2 separate regions of the Mus musculus genome follow, and region 2 is linked to region 1. The links are chromatin contacts, called in public promoter capture Hi-C maps. All regions are on one chromosome and are shown on one strand. Each heading gives the region's core, a stretch centred on a gene start, on an enhancer-like site or on the middle of the called end of the contact. The rest is flanking DNA. Distances are from core to core; before and after follow the strand shown. Region 1 holds the start of Jhy (junctional cadherin complex regulator). Region 2 holds the start of 4930546K05Rik (RIKEN cDNA 4930546K05 gene).

What was found. Capture Hi-C pulls out chosen DNA fragments and counts their contacts.
Region 2: a contact with region 1 is called in a promoter capture Hi-C map of adipose tissue, with 5 times the contacts expected there. The contact joins the promoter of 4930546K05Rik here to the promoter of Jhy in region 1. A contact is called at or near these places in 2 of 39 promoter capture datasets (the 3T3-L1 cell line and liver) and 1 of 9 other capture datasets (adipose tissue).

The regions. Positions count from the first base shown.
Region 1 is chr9:40,961,652-40,966,131 of GRCm38.p6, forward strand. Jhy (junctional cadherin complex regulator) reads right to left here and starts at 1,383. Exons shown (of 9, transcript NM_001357360.1): 1 at 555-1,383.
Region 2 is chr9:42,206,587-42,211,046 of GRCm38.p6, forward strand. It overlaps 4930546K05Rik (RIKEN cDNA 4930546K05 gene), which reads right to left and starts at 2,645. Exons shown (of 7, transcript NR_040754.1): 1 at 2,567-2,645.

The sequences.
Region 1 (4,480 bases), core at 133-2,632:
GCTCAGGGCAAGTGTGTGTGTGTGTGTGTGTGTGTGTGTGTGTGTGTGTGTGTGTGTACACATCTTGTTCAGCAGCAGCCACAGATGCACTCAGACAGGTTCATGGCTTACCATTTACAAAGTAAAGGAGAGAAAAGCATGGCTTCCCCACCGTCACTGTAATATACAGACTGTTTCTTTCCCAGACGGATATAAGCAGGCTCCAGCATTTAGAAAAGGCTTTTGCTATCCAGGATGCTGCTAGAGAGGAGTGTACAACCAGGTGGCCATTATATGGAGATCAACCTCAGCTCAGGGTTAAACGACAACCATGTGACAATAACGGTTTAAAATGTTCAGGAAACAAGGTTGGTGAATGCTGGTAAGCTAAGCACTTCAGAGGGGGAAGGAGGAAGACCAGGCATTGGAGGGAGGCCAGTTTGGGCTGCATGAGACCCTATCTAAAACAAACAAACAAACAAACAAACAAACAAACAAACAACTGAAACTGTTTAACAAAAGGTCTGTGAATCCTGTCTCAGAGCGACTCAAAGCAGAGGCTGGCTGTCACCTACCTGGAATAGGTGCTACTCTTGAGTAGGGGAGGCTGGTCTGCATTTCAGCTAGGAGTCGAGGTGTCCCTTGTTAAGTATGTAGGAGTGTGATTCCAAGGGAACTCTCAGGGTCGCCAAAGGCTCCTCTAGTGACCCATGAGATGGTTTACAGAACAAGTGCTCTGAATCAGCACAGGACTGGAAGGTGATTGCCTTCCACTGCTACCCAGGGTTTCTCTTTTGGTTTATTTTCTCTCTCACTGCCTTTATGCTGTAGTGTGTGTGTGTGTGTGTGTGTGTGTGTGTGTGTGTGTGTGTGTCACTGCCTTTATGCAGTAGTGTGTGTGTGTGTGTGTGTATGTGTGTGTGTGTGAGAGAGAGAGCTTTACCACTGGAGGCTACGCTCAAATTTGTTTTGACTGGCTGGCTCATGTTCTTTTGACAAATCCAGTTTTTAATTAAAAATACCTTGACCTGATTCCTGTTCCTTGAATTATTATTATATTGACCTTGTTGCTAGGGTTTCCAAGGACACAGTCTGCTCCTTGGATGAAAGCACCTTTACAAACATGACAGACAAAAGGTAGCGCTCATACTTAAACAAACATGAGCCAGTCTCTGCTGAACTCCAAGCTCCCTTAGTAGACCAATATATCATTGCCTAATTTTCAGTTAGTTTGCCTGCAATCAGTCTCTGCTTTAGTATACACATTGTGCTCTGCCACATTTTAATACCAATTTCCTTTTGCAGGATGATTTTTAGAGAGCAGCAAGCATGAAAACATTTTAAATCTAAATCTCTATAAACACCAGCTTTGTTATTTAAAAGCTCACTGTACTTGGAGTCTTGAAAAATAAGCTGAAAAAAAAAAACCCTGAAAAAACAGGGAATGTGATGTAGCTCACTGCTAGCACATTTATGATGAATGGGGTTTAATCTACAACTCCAGCAAAGCGGGGGTGGGGGAGGTAGGGATGGGGTAGGGGGTGATGTTGGGGAGGGAATCTCAGTTCATTTAGAACTGTTTTTCATCAATAATTAAAATCATTCATTTTGTCTTTTCTTAAATGAGAACCCAGGATTTCTTCGTAGTAATAAAGTAGTGATAATAATGTAGTTGTTGTTGAGAGAGTAGAAGAATTTGTGAAGAATGTGAAAGAACAGAGCGAAATATTCCCCCAAATTGGGTTTTCTGTGGCGGCCTGACCTTAAGGGGGTTAGGGGGAGGAAGAGAGTTATAGAAAAAGAGCTGATCACTCGAATAAATTTAGTTAAGTGGGCTATATTTCACGAGTAACTAACTCGCTAGTGATGCTCCGTACCAAAAGAAAAAAAAAAAAAAAAAAAAAAAAAAAGAAAGAAAGAAAGCAACGGTTGGGCCTTAGCGATTCCTGACCAATCCACTTCTTAGTAAACAAGGAAGGCATGGGGCAAGTCCTCTAGGGACTAAGAAACCACCAATTCTGGATCCTGCTAAGGTCTTCTGTCTCTGCCACTGGTTGGGGTCAAATCCTCTAGGGCAGGGAACAAGGAGGCCCATTTAGGATGAACAGTGGATCCAAAGTTGCCCTTTTTGGAACAGGTGGGGTGCTGCCCCATGGGGATCGCAGGGTTTTCGCCCGTTGTCTCTTTCTAAGGGTCAGGAAAGCTGCAGGGGGCGTTTGAAGGTCCACAGGTGGTGGGTTGGAGACCGGGACAAGGGGCTGGGGACAGGGCTGCTCAGCCTGGGGGGTCGCAGCCCTGTCTGGGCGCGGTCCTTCCTCCCAGACCACAGACTGTGCCGGCTCCCTCGCGCCCACCCCTGAGTTCTCCGTACAGCCCGCCCGCGCGGCCCCTTCCCACCCGCCGGGAACCGCCCGTCACCTGCCGGCACCGCTGGGCAGCCGCGCCCCTGGCCCCGCAACCTCCGCAGCCCCGGCTCCCCCGGCGGCTCCCGCCCCGCCCGCCGCTGCCTGGAGACGGTGGCCAACACCGCTCGCTCGCTCGGGGCCGCGGGCCCAGCGCTCCTCAGCTCAGCGGCGGCGCGGGAGACCCCGGCTCGGCTCGGGATGCTCAGGTCTAGCCAACCCAACTCTGCGGAGGAGGAAAAACAGGGAGAGAGCCCAGCATCGGTGATGCTGCTGGGGTAGGAGAAAGGAGCCAGTTAGTGAATGGAAGGGAGGCAAAAAGAGACAAGGAGAGGACGGAGGGAAGAAAACAAGTGGCCAATAAGCATTTGCCCTTTATTGGAAAGGAACTTAATTCGTTAATAATCAGAAGAGGGGAAATTAAAGCCACGTAGGCGAGCACACTCACCACACGGTCATCTTAGGGCGAAAAGTTGGCCATGTGTTGGTGATGCCACCTAGGAGTCTCAGCACTCAGAGGGAGTGGCTGAAGGATCTGTACTGTGAAATCCTGCCCTCAGAGCCAAAACACCCGTAGGAACAGAGAGTAGAGAAACACGCCTGCTCCAAGGGCCAAGTGTATAAAAGACATAAGGATGAAGGACTCTTGGGTGTGTGAACTAGCAGCACTTTGGATTTGACATTGTCTGGGCTGTGCAGGCACTCCTTAGTTCCTAGTGACTCAGCTTTAGACATTCACCCAAAGGAAGAATGTGTTTTTATGCATCTTGATAGCATGAATTTGAAATGTCCTACTCGGGTTCTTGGATTTGAACACCTGGTTCCCAAGCTAGGCCTGGCCTTTGAGGCTTAGAGCCTATTGCTGAGTTCTCCTCTTTCCAGTGATCCAGGGTGTAAAGGGCTTGTGCCACGCTGGTCCCTTAGACTTGGCCATGCCTTTTTCACCTTGATGGACTGAAACCTTAAGCCTAAATGAGCGTCTCTTCTTACTGTCGGGCATTTTGCCACAGCTTTGAGGAAAATATCTCATACGGCATCCAAGCTGGAGAATGTGGGAACATAAAAATTAAAGACGAGTTTACTAAAAATTTCCTGGGTTTGTAGGCATGCACACACAGCAAAGCTAAAACTTAAAAAAAAAAAAGGCCAAGTAGACTAGAAATTTATGTAAGATTAGGAGATTAGGATCTGATCAGCTGTAGAAGGTATGGGGAACAGTGCTTTTGATACAATATTTCTTGACTTTAGTGGCTGGTGCTCTTTTTAAATACTTCTTTAAGGCGTACATTTATAGTGTGTAGTATGCCTTACTGTCAAAAATATTTTCAAAGACAAAGAAAGGACATGCTGGACATTATAGTCCCATTAAAGACATAAGTAAATCTAAATAGCTAACTACCTTCCAAGTAGCAAGCTATCTACAGACCCATTGCTTCACTAATAACAGAAGACAGGAAATTGGAGAACAACCTCATACCTAATGTCACCACCTTTCAAACTCGTTCTTATTATAGCTGATTTTCTGCCTTTGCTTTGACAGCGGGGACCTTTCCTATACATGCACAGTAAGACCCTGTCCACTGACAAAATTAAAACGAGCTATCTGAGGAGTTTGTGTTATTCTGCCCACTCCGTTGCACAACTTATAATTACAGGAGCTTCAAACATGCAGAGGAAACCCACGCTAAAATATTCATTCTCCAAGGCAGATTCTGGTGTGTGTGTGTGCGCGCGCACGCATGCACGCAGGCTGTTCCTAGGAGTCAAGTGAGAACCATTCACACCTGCCCACCTTCTCAGCCACACTGGTCAGCGCAGGTCGCTGCTGCGATTCTTCAGGTCCTTCAGTTGCTTTCTGCATCATCTGGAGAATGTTCCTTCTGGCTTTCTTTCCGCAAGTCAGGGACCTTGTGGGAGTCACAAGTGCTGAGATCCAGCAGTTACTGGAAGAGACACCCCACCCTCTTAACACAGGACCCCTGAACTTGGCCCACCTACCCCCTGTAACAGCTATCCTGCTTACTCTTTGGTGTAACTAAAGGAATGAGGAAGGTTGAAATAGGAAGCACCAATGATAGGCTGTACCGGGAGGTCAGAAA
Region 2 (4,460 bases), core at 1,395-3,894, 1.2 Mb after region 1:
ACTCAGTTGGCCTTGGGTAAGTCACACTTTGATTTATTGCTCACATCCATCTATGGTGACTGGACATTCATTGTGCCTTCCCAGGAAAACGTAACACAAAACCACACTGGCTAACTGGGATTTTTTTATATTGTGTTATCTGCAAACAACTCGCATTAGAGCAGATTCTTCTACTCAAATGACGCAAGGCTTTTTTCCACTTGTTTTTCTTTCTAATTTGGACAGATCTCTGCTGTATTCCCTGTCCACCCCCTTAACCCCCACTGCAGGATCATAAACCCCAGCCCAAACTTGAGTCCTTGAGGTTTTTGGAGTCTGTCACATTGGAAGTGTGAGATACAGCCATCTGGCAGGCTACAAGGCAAGAGGTTTTGAAATATTTATGTTTGTGAAGCATGAGCCATGATTTTTAACTGTGTGTTAGAAGCTGAGCAGGCACACACTTGGGGCCTAGGCAATGCAGCCAGCAGCTCTCAGCTGACTTCTCCCTGTAGGAGGAAGCAGGCATGAAGCCTGCTCCATAAAGAAAGAGAACACAGAGTGGCTCTCTTTCCCCTTGCTTGGCCTTCGGTGTGCTTTCTAAAGGAGTATTGGTTGAGAGAGAATGAGCTGATGCTGAGATTAATAACTGAGGATGCTCTCGGAGGCCCTATAAGCTTTAAAAATGCTTTACAGAGCTGGGCACTGAAGAGTAGACGAGAAGAGCCCATCTTAATCAGCAGTGTGAGTTTAAATTTGGGGCTCTCTGGCAAAGTATCTGCAAGGGCCATTAGCTTTCATTAATTATACCATAAACAGAATTCTAGTGGAAAGAGCCACTGGTTACAGGAGGCAGGATTGGGAAGGTGGCTCAGGGGTCTTCGGGTGACAGTGGCACCCTGGATCTGAGTACACAGCTTTCCTCTGAGTACAGAACAGCCACACGGACCAGCTGCATTTCCAGGGATGGAGAAGGACCCACAGTCCACATCCCAGGAGATCATCATCTGCGATTTCATCAACTCTGTTGTCAAGCACAAGGGAAAGAATAAAGACCCGTTTCTGTTCTTTCTTTTTCTCTTTTACAATTTCAGCTGAACTGGTGGGTATCTGCTCACTCTTGTGGATGGTGGTCTCGGGACACTTTCAGGTTATTTTTAAAAAGGTGGGCACTCACTGAAAATGAGCAGTCTGCTTTTGTATTAATTTTGAAGACCATCTGTGATTGATTTACTAGAATGCTAATAATATTTTGCTTTCCTATATTTTCCTTCAAGAGCCTCCTAAATGTCTTCCCTAGCCTTATGCAATATGTATATGTATGTATATATGTATGTATATGTTTATGTGTATATGTGTGTATGTATGTATATATGTGTATATGTGTGTATATGCATGTGTGTTTATGTGTGTATGTATATACATATGTGTGTATGTTTATGTGTATATATGTGTCTGTATAGGTGTGTATATGTGCATGTGCATCTATATGTATATATGGCTATATTTGGATATGTAACTGTATATGCATATGTATGTGTGTATGTGTATATATGTTTATGTGTATATGTGTATATACATGTATATGTGGCTATATGTTTATATGTAACTGTATGTGTATGTGTGTGTATATGTTTATGTGCATATATGTGCATATGTATATATATGTCTCCATAGCTTGTCTGTAGAGGTCATTGTCACAGGTGGTACATGATGATAGGACTTCATGGTGGCTCCAGTTACAGGGAGCCAACCTTAGAAGCAAATGTTCTTCTTAAACCTAGTGTTGATGTGAGGGGTATCTTCTTCTAAACACGACTGTGCGTCAGCTTTGGGGATTTGTGTTCTGGGGTACCCTCTCTACCTCAGAAAGTAGAGTCAGAGAAGAAATGAATGACTGGGCTTCAGGGAAGCCATTAGGCAGCTACCGGTGAGTGTGGAGCCAGACACTGTGCTGAGGTCTCATTTTCTCCATGTCAGTGACTGTTGCACTGCTGTGACTGTGATACTGGACAGAAACTGCCCAAGGAAGGCAAGGTTTGCTTGAGCTCAGGATTCCTGAGAGTTTTAGCGCCCCACAGTGGGGAAGCCAAGGAAGAAACGCTCAGTCTGTGTCGGTGGGAGCATGTGGTGGGGCTCTCCACATCCGGGAGGATTAGAAGGCAGAACTCATGGTAGAACAAGCCAGGCCTAACCTTCAAAGGCCCACTCCAAGTGACTCACTTCCTGAAGTTTGGCTCCACCCTCTAAGGTTCCACAGTCTTCCACAATAGTTCTGCTGCTTAGAGAAGTGGGCCTGGGGAAGACATTGCACATGCGAATCATAGCATACTACATAGCAGTTCTGTGGGGAGGTGAGCATTAGAGCCCATCACAGATAAGAAAGCTATGGGTTAGAAAGGTAAACAACCTCTCGTTAGTATGAGGCCAGGATCTGAATGCAGATCATTTTATATAATAAATTGAATGCTTATACTAGGTACTGTAGTTTCTAGAAAGACATAGTTAGGAAGCATTTGGAAATTAATCTACCCCTGGAAGCAATCATCTTTTGAGTCAGAAGAACCATTTCCTGTCTCTAACCCACCTTCAGCTCCAGTCATAGGGCCCAGTTAGGGGCTCTTCTTGACACATTTTCAGTGAGCACTGAGGCTGAGAGGTTTTGTTGACTTAACTAGATCTAGAATCACCATGGAAACACACTTCTAGGTGTGTCGGGGGAGGGGGGGATTGTAATAGATTAGGTTGAGGTAGCAAGTTTCCCCGTAGATGCAGGCAGTTCCATTTCCTGGAGTCCTATAGAAGTGGGGAGCTAGCTAGCTGCTCATCAGCGTTCACCTGTCTCTGCTTCCACACTGGATCTACAATCTGGTCACCATGACCACCAGGTTCCTCCAGCATGATAGACAGCGTGATAGACCTGCCTGAAACTGTTATTCAGAAGAAACCCTTCACCTTGCTTTTTCGGTAACTTTGTTGCAGCAACAAGAAAACTTACCAATATGGTAGCTCTTGGTGTTAGCAGGAGCCTAACTGCTTAAAAGACTGAGAGGTTTGCCCAAATAAAGAACTTATCCCAAGGGCCTGAGCAGCCAGGAGGGTGATTCTAAGTAAACAGGTCTCTTAGCTCTGGGACTTTGTCATCTCACCGAACGAGAACATGGAATGAGTCACTTTGTGGTATCTTTCCACTCCTCTCTTGGCACCCCTGTCACATCCATGTGGTTCATTCAAGCAGCTTGTGAAAGTACCATTCTAGAACCATAGTTGAATGAACCACATACTTGGCGCTGTTTGTTTGGCTGGCCCACTTTCCCTTACACTACCACTTACAGCCATATCTCTGCATGGCCACCCACTACTGGCCTCCCTTCACCCTCCTATACCTACTGCCGAAGAGCAAGATGGGATCAGAGTCCCTTCTCAGGGAACAGAGCCTGACGGCTGGACCACTAACGTGTGAATTTGTGAGCCAGTTACAGATCAGGTCTTCAGATAGAAAAGAGGCGAGTTACAAAGATAGACACAGAGATGAGTCAGAAGCAGACTCTCTCCTTCTGCTTCTACTCTCCTGCCTCCGGCCCTTGTTTCCAGACGCATCCTGTTTGCCACTTTATAATGAAATTCTTTTGTTTTTCTGTAGACCTGCCTCTGGTTTCTGCACTAGCAACAGAGGATTTGGACTTTGTCTGAGCTTTGTGAGTTAGTGGCCTACCTTAACTTGTTCTTTGAAGTCCTGGTGTTAGGTCCATTTTCCCTGTAGGCAAATTAATTTTGCTCAGTCCAGAAGCAACAGTTTATCTCTGTATCTATTTTCACAAGGTGAGAGAGAGGCATGGATCAGCAGTGCTGGGAGATAAACAGCCGAAAAGCAAATGTACTGTAGAGAGCGAGCATCCATTATCCTGGATAGTGATCGATGGCTTGTTAGCTGACTGGTTTGGTTTTTTTTTTTTCTTTCTTTCTTTCTGCTTCCTGTCTGTGCAGCCTATAAACCTGAAGATGGGAGGAGAACAAATCTTGTACATAGAAGTAGTTGCTTTTCTTTATGTCTCCAGAAAGATGTTAGCTAAGAAGACAGAAAGTCTCTGCTGGTGTCAAATCAAATGGGAAGGAGAGTGAGCTGGAGTGAGAGAGAGCAGCTCAGAAGTGGGGGTGGGGGTGGGGGGTGAGATAACGTAGCTGCAGGCTCTTGGGGCCTGCATGCTGTATCAATATTTCAGAGCACAGTAGGGCTGTGGTCCCCAGCCTCCTCCTTTGGATTTCCTAAATGTAATGCACGGCAGGGAAGCAGCCATGTGGCACATGTATGCCTTTCCTAGGCAGCTATAACAAAACACCACCAGCTAGGTGGTGGCTTTGTTTTTAACATTTATTATTTTATGAATGGGAGTACACTGTCTTTCAGACACACCAGAGAGGGCATCAGACCCCCCATGACAGATGGTTGTGAGCCACCGTGTGGTTGCTGGGAATTGAAC